Linked DNA regions of Anser cygnoides: region 1 is linked to region 2. The links are chromatin contacts, called in public Hi-C maps. All regions are on one chromosome and are shown on one strand. Each heading gives the region's core, a stretch centred on a gene start, on an enhancer-like site or on the middle of the called end of the contact. The rest is flanking DNA. Distances are from core to core; before and after follow the strand shown. Region 1 holds the start of FXN (frataxin). Region 2 holds the start of LOC106044168 (riboflavin kinase).

Region 1 (4,184 bases), core at 928-3,427, 160 kb before region 2:
CTTATGAAACCGCTTCTGTTATCCTCTTTAAGTCAGTAAAAAAAAGTTAGTGGGAGCAGTCTAGAAATGCAATCAAATCACCTAAGTTTTTCTATCTGTGGCAGTGTCAACTTTTAACTGAGTGTGTAGTTGGTATCTCTGTTAACAGACAATTTGGTGAAATCATTTGTTTTGCTAAGAGATACGGCAAAACAGCAGTTACTGTGATCTATGGGGACTCGGTATCTTTCACCTGATGTAGAATGTACTCTTTAAAAACGTTTCTTATTAGTCAATTACCAAAACACACTCCACACCACTTATGTCAGGGATACCACAGAAATACCTAAAGTTCTGGAGAACAGAAGGCCTTAGGATTAGGCAGGACTCATGTACTGAGTCAGGATGCAATTCAGGTACTTAATGGTAAGCGCCACTCTAGACATCTTCACAATAGTTCACTGGGCCTCCAGCTGCAGCACTGTACAGGGAGAAGTCTCTCATGGGTACCGTGTCACGTCCTGCCTGTGAAAGGCACAAATTTCATGTTCCCTGACATACACGAAATGGTGCTAGACACCCACCTTCAGGTACAGGAGTTGTTTCCTTCCCAAACTCACACAAAATGATCTTCCCTAGAACTATACTTTTCCCGTGAATCACCATATCAACATTATATTAATTTGATAGCCGCACCATGTCTACAATTGTTTTAAAATGCAAAGGCAGTATTTTCATATGAATAATATTATCTCAGAATATTCTCGGAATAAAATTTACCTTCTGTCATTCAGAGTTCCTGCATTTCTTATATTCATAAACTGAACAGTCCTGCTCTTCAGCTCTGAAGCACATTGTAACTGCTGTTGAAAATATGTGTAAGTAAAAGGGAATTAAAAGTTAAAATATGAAGATTATGAGTTACATACTGGTCACACAAATTAAATAGGTTGGAAGACCTTGCCATCCTCAAGTAAAATATTTACATTCTGTATTACAGAGCTAATACAGAAAGAATTATGCAGCTTTAGTCCCTGGATGACTGAGCCAATCTATAATATCCTTGTTTTCTGTTACAAGCTAGTGAGAAAAAAATTAATTTTAAAATAGCTATTTTCTATCGCTATAACACAGAATTACAGAGGAGGCTCAGACAACTGGTTTAGGCCAGGATTTCTACACGCATCAACTACTCGGACGCTTCACTGTCAGCACCCTGTGTCCCCCTGCCAGCAGCCACCAGCACATCCAAATGAAATGCACAGGAGCCCCGAGCGCTCCTCGCTTACGGACGTTAAGAGCTGACTTTCACCACTTGCCATATTCCAGATCTCTTCTCTGCAACAAGCTGATTCATTTATAATTTCTCTCGCGTTTAAAGGAGATTAATACAGATCAAAATGACAGAAAAGCTGGGTCAACGTGTGGGCATCCTGAGACAAAAGGAGAGCGACGGGCAGCCGCCCTGCGGCTGAGGAAGGCACACATCAACGCGGGTGTGAGTAACGCTGATCCCCAAGTGCAACACGCTCGCGGGAGCACCCGTGCTACCTGCCAAGAAATGCAGGCGGCATGCCTGCCCCTTGCTTCCCCGCCCACGCCACGACGGTGCGTGTTTTCGGCTGAACGGTTAGGACAGCACTCCTGCTGCCTTTCCACGTGCACGCGCAGGGCTTTGCCGACCACCACAACGCCCTGAGCGGCTGATGATGAAGCTCTTCCTGCACCCGGAGGCACAGCACCCCGGCACCCCTCCGTACGAGGACACCCACCTCGGCCGCCGCGGCCGAGCCGAGCCGAGCCGAGCCGCGCCGCCGCTCCCCGCGCCCGCCCATGAGCCGCACTCGGGCACCTCGGGCTCCAAACCCGCCGGGCCGGAGGAGCCCCCCCCGGGTGCGCGGCAGGCCCGAGGCCGCCCCGCTCCGTCCCCTGGCTCCCTGCCGGCCTCGCACTCACCGCCCGGCCCCGGACGGCGGCGGCGGCGGCGGCCCCCTCCAGCGGGGCGCCCCCGGGGCCTGCGCTCCGCCGCCGCGCCGCCGCCCGCCGAGCCGCCCGCACGGCGCCGGCCGCCCCCGGCCTCCACATGCCGCCGCCGTTCGCTGAGGAAGCGGCCGGGGAGGAGCCAGCACGGCCCGGCCCGGCTCGGCTCGGCCCGGCTCGGCCCGGCGCCGGCGAACGGGAGGCCGCGAGGCCGCTACCGCCCTCCGCCGGCGCCGCGGGGAGCAGCGCGGCTGGGCCCGGCCGCCCCGAGGGGCTGCCCCGGCTCGGGCCGCAGGCCCGGCAGAACAGTCTGAAATGAGAGATACGTGCGAAAAAAACGTTACCCGTTGTCCCGTGAAGGGGAAATGAAGCACGCTGTGTGCCACAGCCGGCGTGTGTTTGGCGGCACGTCTGAGGAGAGCTGTCGGTCTGCTTCAGAAAGGAGCAGAAGGGCTGGTCAATTTCCTGTTTAGTTATTTTGTTGCCGATTATATTGCGTTGTTAACGATGTGCGAGGCTGCCAGGAGTCGCAGCTAGGCGTCTTTTATTGTTACTTGCATTAAAAAAAAAAAAAAAAAAGACTCACCAGGGAGATGAGGGATAAAAATTAACTCTGATGTGAAAGTTTATTAAAAAATAAATAAATCTGTGAGAACACAGAAAAATTTCACTTCAGATCCTTCCGCAGAACAGGACTGTAAGATGCAACAGATTGCAAGTAAAATCATAAATACATAAAATGTACAAGTACTACTGTTTGATTACTGTGTGCTGCATTTTTACATGTCTAAAACTCTCACTCGAGTAAACAGCTGGCACCTCGCAATGCTTTAGGAAATAAGCCGTCAGCTTTTTCAGCAAAACTTAGCTGTTTTTTTGTTTTGTTTTGTTTTGTTTTGTCTTTCACTTTAAGCCAAAAACCCAGAGAATTCAAGTAGGTTGTGCAAATTTCAACTGAGACTTTGAAGCGTGTAGTTAAAAGTGGTTTTACCAAACCAAGTAACTGATCTCTGCCACCCCGTCTCTTTCCAGCAGTGTCCTGAGTGCTGTTTAGTTGCCAGTGCCTTCTCTCAGACTGTATGGGGGCCTGCGTCCTTGTTGCATTCCGCCACTGAAGTTTTTATATGTCATCTAGACACAAGATGCTCTCTTGTTCCTTGAAGACTGATCCCACATGCTTATCGCTACTGGAAGAAACTAGTTGTGTTTTTGCAGCTATAGTGGTCTAAATGTTGAGATAAGGCTTGCAGGGAGAAATAGCTTTTATCAGTCAAAAAAATACGTTAGTAAAATAAACAGTTCCTTTTTCATACGTTGGTGGGGAGAGGGTAAAGCAGCTGGAAGAACGCTTTTGTTTGTTTGTTTTAGTAAAAGATAGTGTTTGCTTACACTTTGCCATTCCTATACAGCATCCTATATAGTTTGCCATTTCTATAAAACATTTTCTGGTGGTTTCCAGGTAGTTTCAGTGATTTCTCTTTAATGGTGATATGCATGAGAGTCATATGCAACTCTCAGTAGGAAATGCCCATCTCTTGTTTCTAAGTTAATAACAAGTCAATAAATTAGAGTAGATGGAGCATTATCTTCATTATTAGCAATCTCACTCTCAAAACTCAAGAAATTGATAACAATGTTCACGTTAATGAACTTCACAGTGCACTACTACCAGAGACAATTGTTTCCACAACTTCGAAAGGGTACGAAGAATGTGATTTTTGCAATGATTCATTACGTTTTTTGTCATGATCCTTGTTCCTTAGATTAACGTTCATACCACAGCACGTTGCTACCAGTACCTTTTTAGGCTGGCATAACACACCCACCAAGCATTTCCAAATGCAAACTGGCTGCAGGGTCAGGCCTTGTGCCTTTAGTCTGCAAAGAGTCAGTGTCTTTCTGTGAGCTACTGCATGCACCCTGGCAAAAAGGGGTCAGCAAATGTCCTCTGTGTAGTATAGCTGGAGTGTATGACCTCTTTTATATGACCTTTATCACTGTCTAGCGTTCTGGGTTTGGGCAAGTAATATCGAGTTATATGAAATGAACTTACCTGAAGCGTAAGGAAAGGCAACAGGAAAACAGGGGATAGGAGTTAGTGTTTTCAAACTGCTGAATTCTAGTGCAAGGACACAAAGTACTCTTTTTTTAATAACTGAGGATGACTGTTCAACGCTACTGGTAAAGGCAAAGCTCAGTCTCTGAATACTATATGATTAAGTTAC
Region 2 (4,562 bases), core at 1,436-3,935:
GAGGTCCTTTCTACAGTGAGAAATTTTCACAGAACCTGTCCTGGTGGTTCAGTCATTGCTTAATGTGTGAACAGGGCTGGAAGGTCAGCCCTTGTCTTTCCAGCATGCTGCTCAAGGTCTTCTGGACAAATTGAGGTAACGCTCAAGGAAGGTAAGAAGAGAATGATGTTAATGAATAATAACACACAAGCAGGAAAAAATATTGCCGACATATGCTTTGCTACCTCCTTCCTCAGTCTCCAGGACCACCATTTTCATCTTCTCTTTCTGATGCTGTTGCTTAGGTGCTGCACCTTTCTACCTTGCAGCTTGAAAATTAATGAGGCTTTTTCAATCTTCTGAGAAGAGAATAGAGGTGAGGGGCCATGCAGCCTATTCCTGGACAAAAGAAAGCCTGCACTGATGACACATGACACCTGCTCTCTTTTCTTTATTCTGGTTTCTATGGTTACGTGTACAGTAGAAAAATACTTTGGGACTTTTCACTAGCGACAATAGCTGTAAAAATACATTATCAGTACAAAGCAGTTCTTTTTCAGCTCTGTGAAATAGTGCCTGAGTCTTCTAACTGCAGGTATGAGCTATCGAACTGCTTTTCTTGAAACATATTTGTGACTAAAATTCAACTGTACTTCTTGAAGAAATACTTAAAATTTGAATACAGGTGATTAAATTCTGCTTATGTAAAATCCACCTTCCAATCTGAACTAAGTACAATTTATATCAAAAGAAAAATATGCATCAAGGATTAATAATTTATAGCTGGATCACAGTGACCCATCACTTCTGAGAAAGACTATTAACATAACAATTATTTGACTGGATGAGATATAAGTCACCAGTTATACTTCCAAGAAACTACTAACCATGTGATTCTTAAGCAAATATTTACCTTATTCTTAAGATCTGTTCTATTGTGAACATTGTAAAATGTATGCCCAAACCTGCAGATATTGAAAAAGAAAAGATCGGAGGATGGCACCTTGTGGACATCACAAGAACATAAGGTTTTGTTCTGAAAAGTTGTATTCGTAAAACAAAACAAACTAAAATAACAAAAGAAAACAGAAGAACACAAGTGTACATTTGCTTATATACAGACAATTACCAAAGCTACAATTCATTATTGCCTGGAAGAAACAAAACATGAACAATATAAACATATCTGCTTCACATGTTTATTTTGCTGTACATCTGAAATAAACTAAAAATTCTGTGGGCCAGAGTGTCACAGTGTCAACTGTTATAGTCCACCCTTAGTTAGGCAACTAAATAACACCTTCTTGATTTGGTCTTAATACCCAAGATACCTTCATTACTAAATTCACTAGACAAAACTTTTTGTAACATTTTCTTCTCCATGCTGTCAGACAGAACAGAATGTATGCACCACTAGTGTATTATTCCTTCCAATTTCCCTTCTTTTATATATACTACCACTATTATTTTTTTTTCAGCTGCAGTTACATAAACAATGATTCTGCAAGTGAGTCAGAGGTACTCAAACTGAAGTAATGAATTAAAATGTTAACATTAAATGCACAGTGGGGGACTGGGATGAGTGAAAAGAAAATAGGAAGATGGGTAAATTTGAGGTAGAATTGTTTTTTAGAATAATTTTGGCCTTAATCCTATGAAGCAATTAGTGCCTACAGAGCCTACGCATGCATTCACTGTTTTGTTTTGTGAGAGAACCAGTTTGTCAAGAGAGTTCCCCATCATCAGAATGCACTGTTTACAGGCTGCTTAGACTGCCATTAGGTATGGGCATGTCATAAGTACTTAGCTGATTTTTTACATGGAAAAGCCACCTACCAGATTTCGAGCTAACTCTGGAGACGTTCTTGTAACTAGGTATATAAAACTGGCAAAACTAGTAACTGTGCTCTGCATGAATTGTGAATTCACTTTAAGGACTCTGGTGATATTTCAAAATACACATGCACTTTTACATCAATGTGGTTGTGTGCACTGTAGCCGCCTTGCTAGAAGTCCAGAACCTATTTAGCATACATACCACTGATACAAAAAGACAAGCTTAGGCTGTCCACTACGTACTGAAGGGGAAATATGCACTTCCATCTGCTATTTTGAATAGAACACCAGCAATTCAATCTATTTCACCTGGATAAGAAAATAACGTTATTCAGCTAAGCGTATAAAAGCAGTTTAGCAACAAACCTACAACATGAAGAGGAACTGGAATCAGCAAATGAAAGTAGAGAAATGCCGAGTTGGCCTGTGCGTTCAGAGCGCGGTGTGAACACAGGACGGGCATCTGTCTTAACGCATTTTCCAAGAGGAAATGCCTACAGTGGAGGGTGATGCATCACAGGAGCAGAAATGATTTCCTTTTAATAAGCAGCAACAGCTTGTCGTAATTACGTAACAAAAATCTTTTTTTTTTTTTTCCACAGATTTTCCCAGGCGTCTGCCGTATACTGACGCAAGGCGATTTTCTGAAAGAAAAAAAAAAAAAAAAAAAGAAGGGTAAAAAAGGAACTGCAAGGGAAGAACCGCTCGCTATTTCGTTTCCAAGCGCCGGTGAGGAGCGCACGGCGCAGCTTTTCAGGTGGGAGGGCGGACGAGGCACCACCTCCAGGGGCTGCCGCCGATGCTTGATTTTTGGGGTACAAAACCCGGCCGGGCAGAGACGCCCCCCCCCCACGTCAGCAGCCCGCTTTCTGGGCGCTACTTCCCCCCGTCAGGCCGCAGGGGGGCGGCGCCCAACGGCCGCCCAACGGCCGCCCAACGGCCGCCCAACGGCCGCCCAACGGCCGCCCAACGGCTCGGCGGCCTTCTGAGCATGCTCAGCAGTGGCGCCGTCCTCGGTGAGGCGGCGGCGGCGGCGCGGGCGGTCCCGGCATGGGGCCGCTGCCGTTCGCGTGCCGCGGGGAGGTGGTGAGGGGCTTCGGCAGGGGCTCCCGCCAGCTGGGCGTCCCCACCGGTGAGGGCCGGCGGGCCGCGGGGCTTTTCGTCTGGCACCTTTATTTATTTGTTTTTTTTTCCTCTCTTCTCCCTTTTCTGCGTTGTTTAGAGCCTCGTTCCTTACGTTTACTCTTCTGTTAAACTCTTTTTTTTTTTTTTTTTTTTTTTGGACTTGCTGAAAGGCGACCACGGGCAGCGAGACCCCGAAACAACGCCTCCTGTGGCGGCCTCGGTGGCTGGGGGCCCCAGGCATCTGTTAATAGATCAATCTGTTAATAGAAACCTGGCCTTTCTGTTCTGTCTGTATGAGATGCTGGTGTCACCGAGCTTGCGAGGGAAGTTGTTACGGCTTGTGAACTACGACAGAAATTCACTAGCTGAAACCTCTCTAAAATCTGCTTGAAACCTTGCACGAAGAGCTGTAGCTAAGCGTGAAGGAAGTTAAGTGGGACAGCTGTGATGGGAGGAGAGTCTTAGTTTCATTCCCTTCAGTCAGGAAAAAAAAAAAATTAGATTCATAATTTTCTAAGAAAAACCCCAATTGTGGATACCCTAAAAGGCAGCCAGAAAATTTTGACAGGTGACTAAAATCATAAAAATTGTGCAAACAAGTTACTTACTAGAAAAATAATTACACATAAATAATTCTAAGATGCCACTTGAGAGTGCAGAAATAACTTGATTCATCTGCTCTTCGACCATATAATAGCAGTGACATTTCTAATAGTGAAATGCCTTCATAATGGCTATTTTAGTTTATTTTAACTGTAGAGTAGAACGGATATAACAATAAAATAGGAGATATAATGACTGGTATTGGTACAGGGACTACGTTTTATGAAGTTGTTTTATCATTTATAATTTGCAAATGGCACATTGTATCACAATCATCATCGGTATTCTGTTCGCAAGTAGCATGTTGGCGGAGCTTGGCTTTTAAGTGTTTGAGAATTCTGTCATGCTCACATAAATGTACACTTTCTAAAATTTTTGCAGCTAACTTTTCTGATCAAGTAGTCGAAAGCTTTCCATCCGATATCCCTACTGGTGTATACTATGGATGGGCCTCTGTTGGAAATGGAGATGTGCATAAAATGGTTTTGAGCATAGGATGGAATCCTTTCTATAAGAATATTAAGAAATCAGTGGTAAGAATTTTGCTTTGTGTGGTACTTTGATTATAATAAGGGAACCAGACATTGACTTTGAATAAGATGAGCAGAATTTGGTCCATAAACGAGCCTTAGAAATTCCGTTTGCTGTTAGAAATGTATTTGGTATCCATCTCATGTATTTGTATTCTGAAAAGCAAGTAGTCTCAGTAACCAGAGAGCATGCATCTGTAGATAAATAAAATTTATTATACGTTGTGTCTTCCATCATTACTTAAATTCTTCTGAAATGAATTTGTATTTCCAAAGTGGTGGTTGCTTATTGTTTTCATAGCTAGATAAACATAAGTTTAAAATACAGTATCAAATTTAATGGTTATGAGAATCTTAGAATGACCTAGGAAATACTAATATATTGTCCTCTGCAATCCATCCACATTTTAAATAAGAAATTTGGGGTCATCTTAATTTGTAGTGGTTTTTTGTTAATCTTTCTCTTAAATGGTAGAAGACATAGATGTG

What was found. A called contact is a pair of places that touch in the nucleus more often than the background predicts.
Region 1: a Hi-C map of liver shows a contact between it and region 2, with 2.6 times the contacts expected there. The contact joins the promoter of FXN here to the promoter of LOC106044168 in region 2. A contact is called at or near these places in 3 of 7 Hi-C or Micro-C datasets (all in liver).

What each region holds. Positions count from the first base shown.
Region 1 is chrZ:49,141,597-49,145,780 of Taihu_goose_T2T_genome, reverse strand. It overlaps FXN (frataxin), which reads right to left and starts at 2,177. Exons shown (of 6, transcript XM_066988268.1): 1 at 1,936-2,177; 2 at 760-842. The coding sequence starts at 2,064.
Region 2 is chrZ:48,986,684-48,991,245 of Taihu_goose_T2T_genome, reverse strand. LOC106044168 (riboflavin kinase) reads left to right here and starts at 2,685. Exons shown (of 4, transcript XM_048073528.2): 1 at 2,685-2,947; 2 at 3,925-4,076. The coding sequence starts at 2,866. It overlaps LOC106044169 (a long non-coding RNA gene), which reads right to left and starts at 2,738. Exons shown (of 4, transcript XR_007166862.2): 1 at 2,597-2,738; 2 at 2,182-2,459; 3 at 893-944; 4 at 1-378.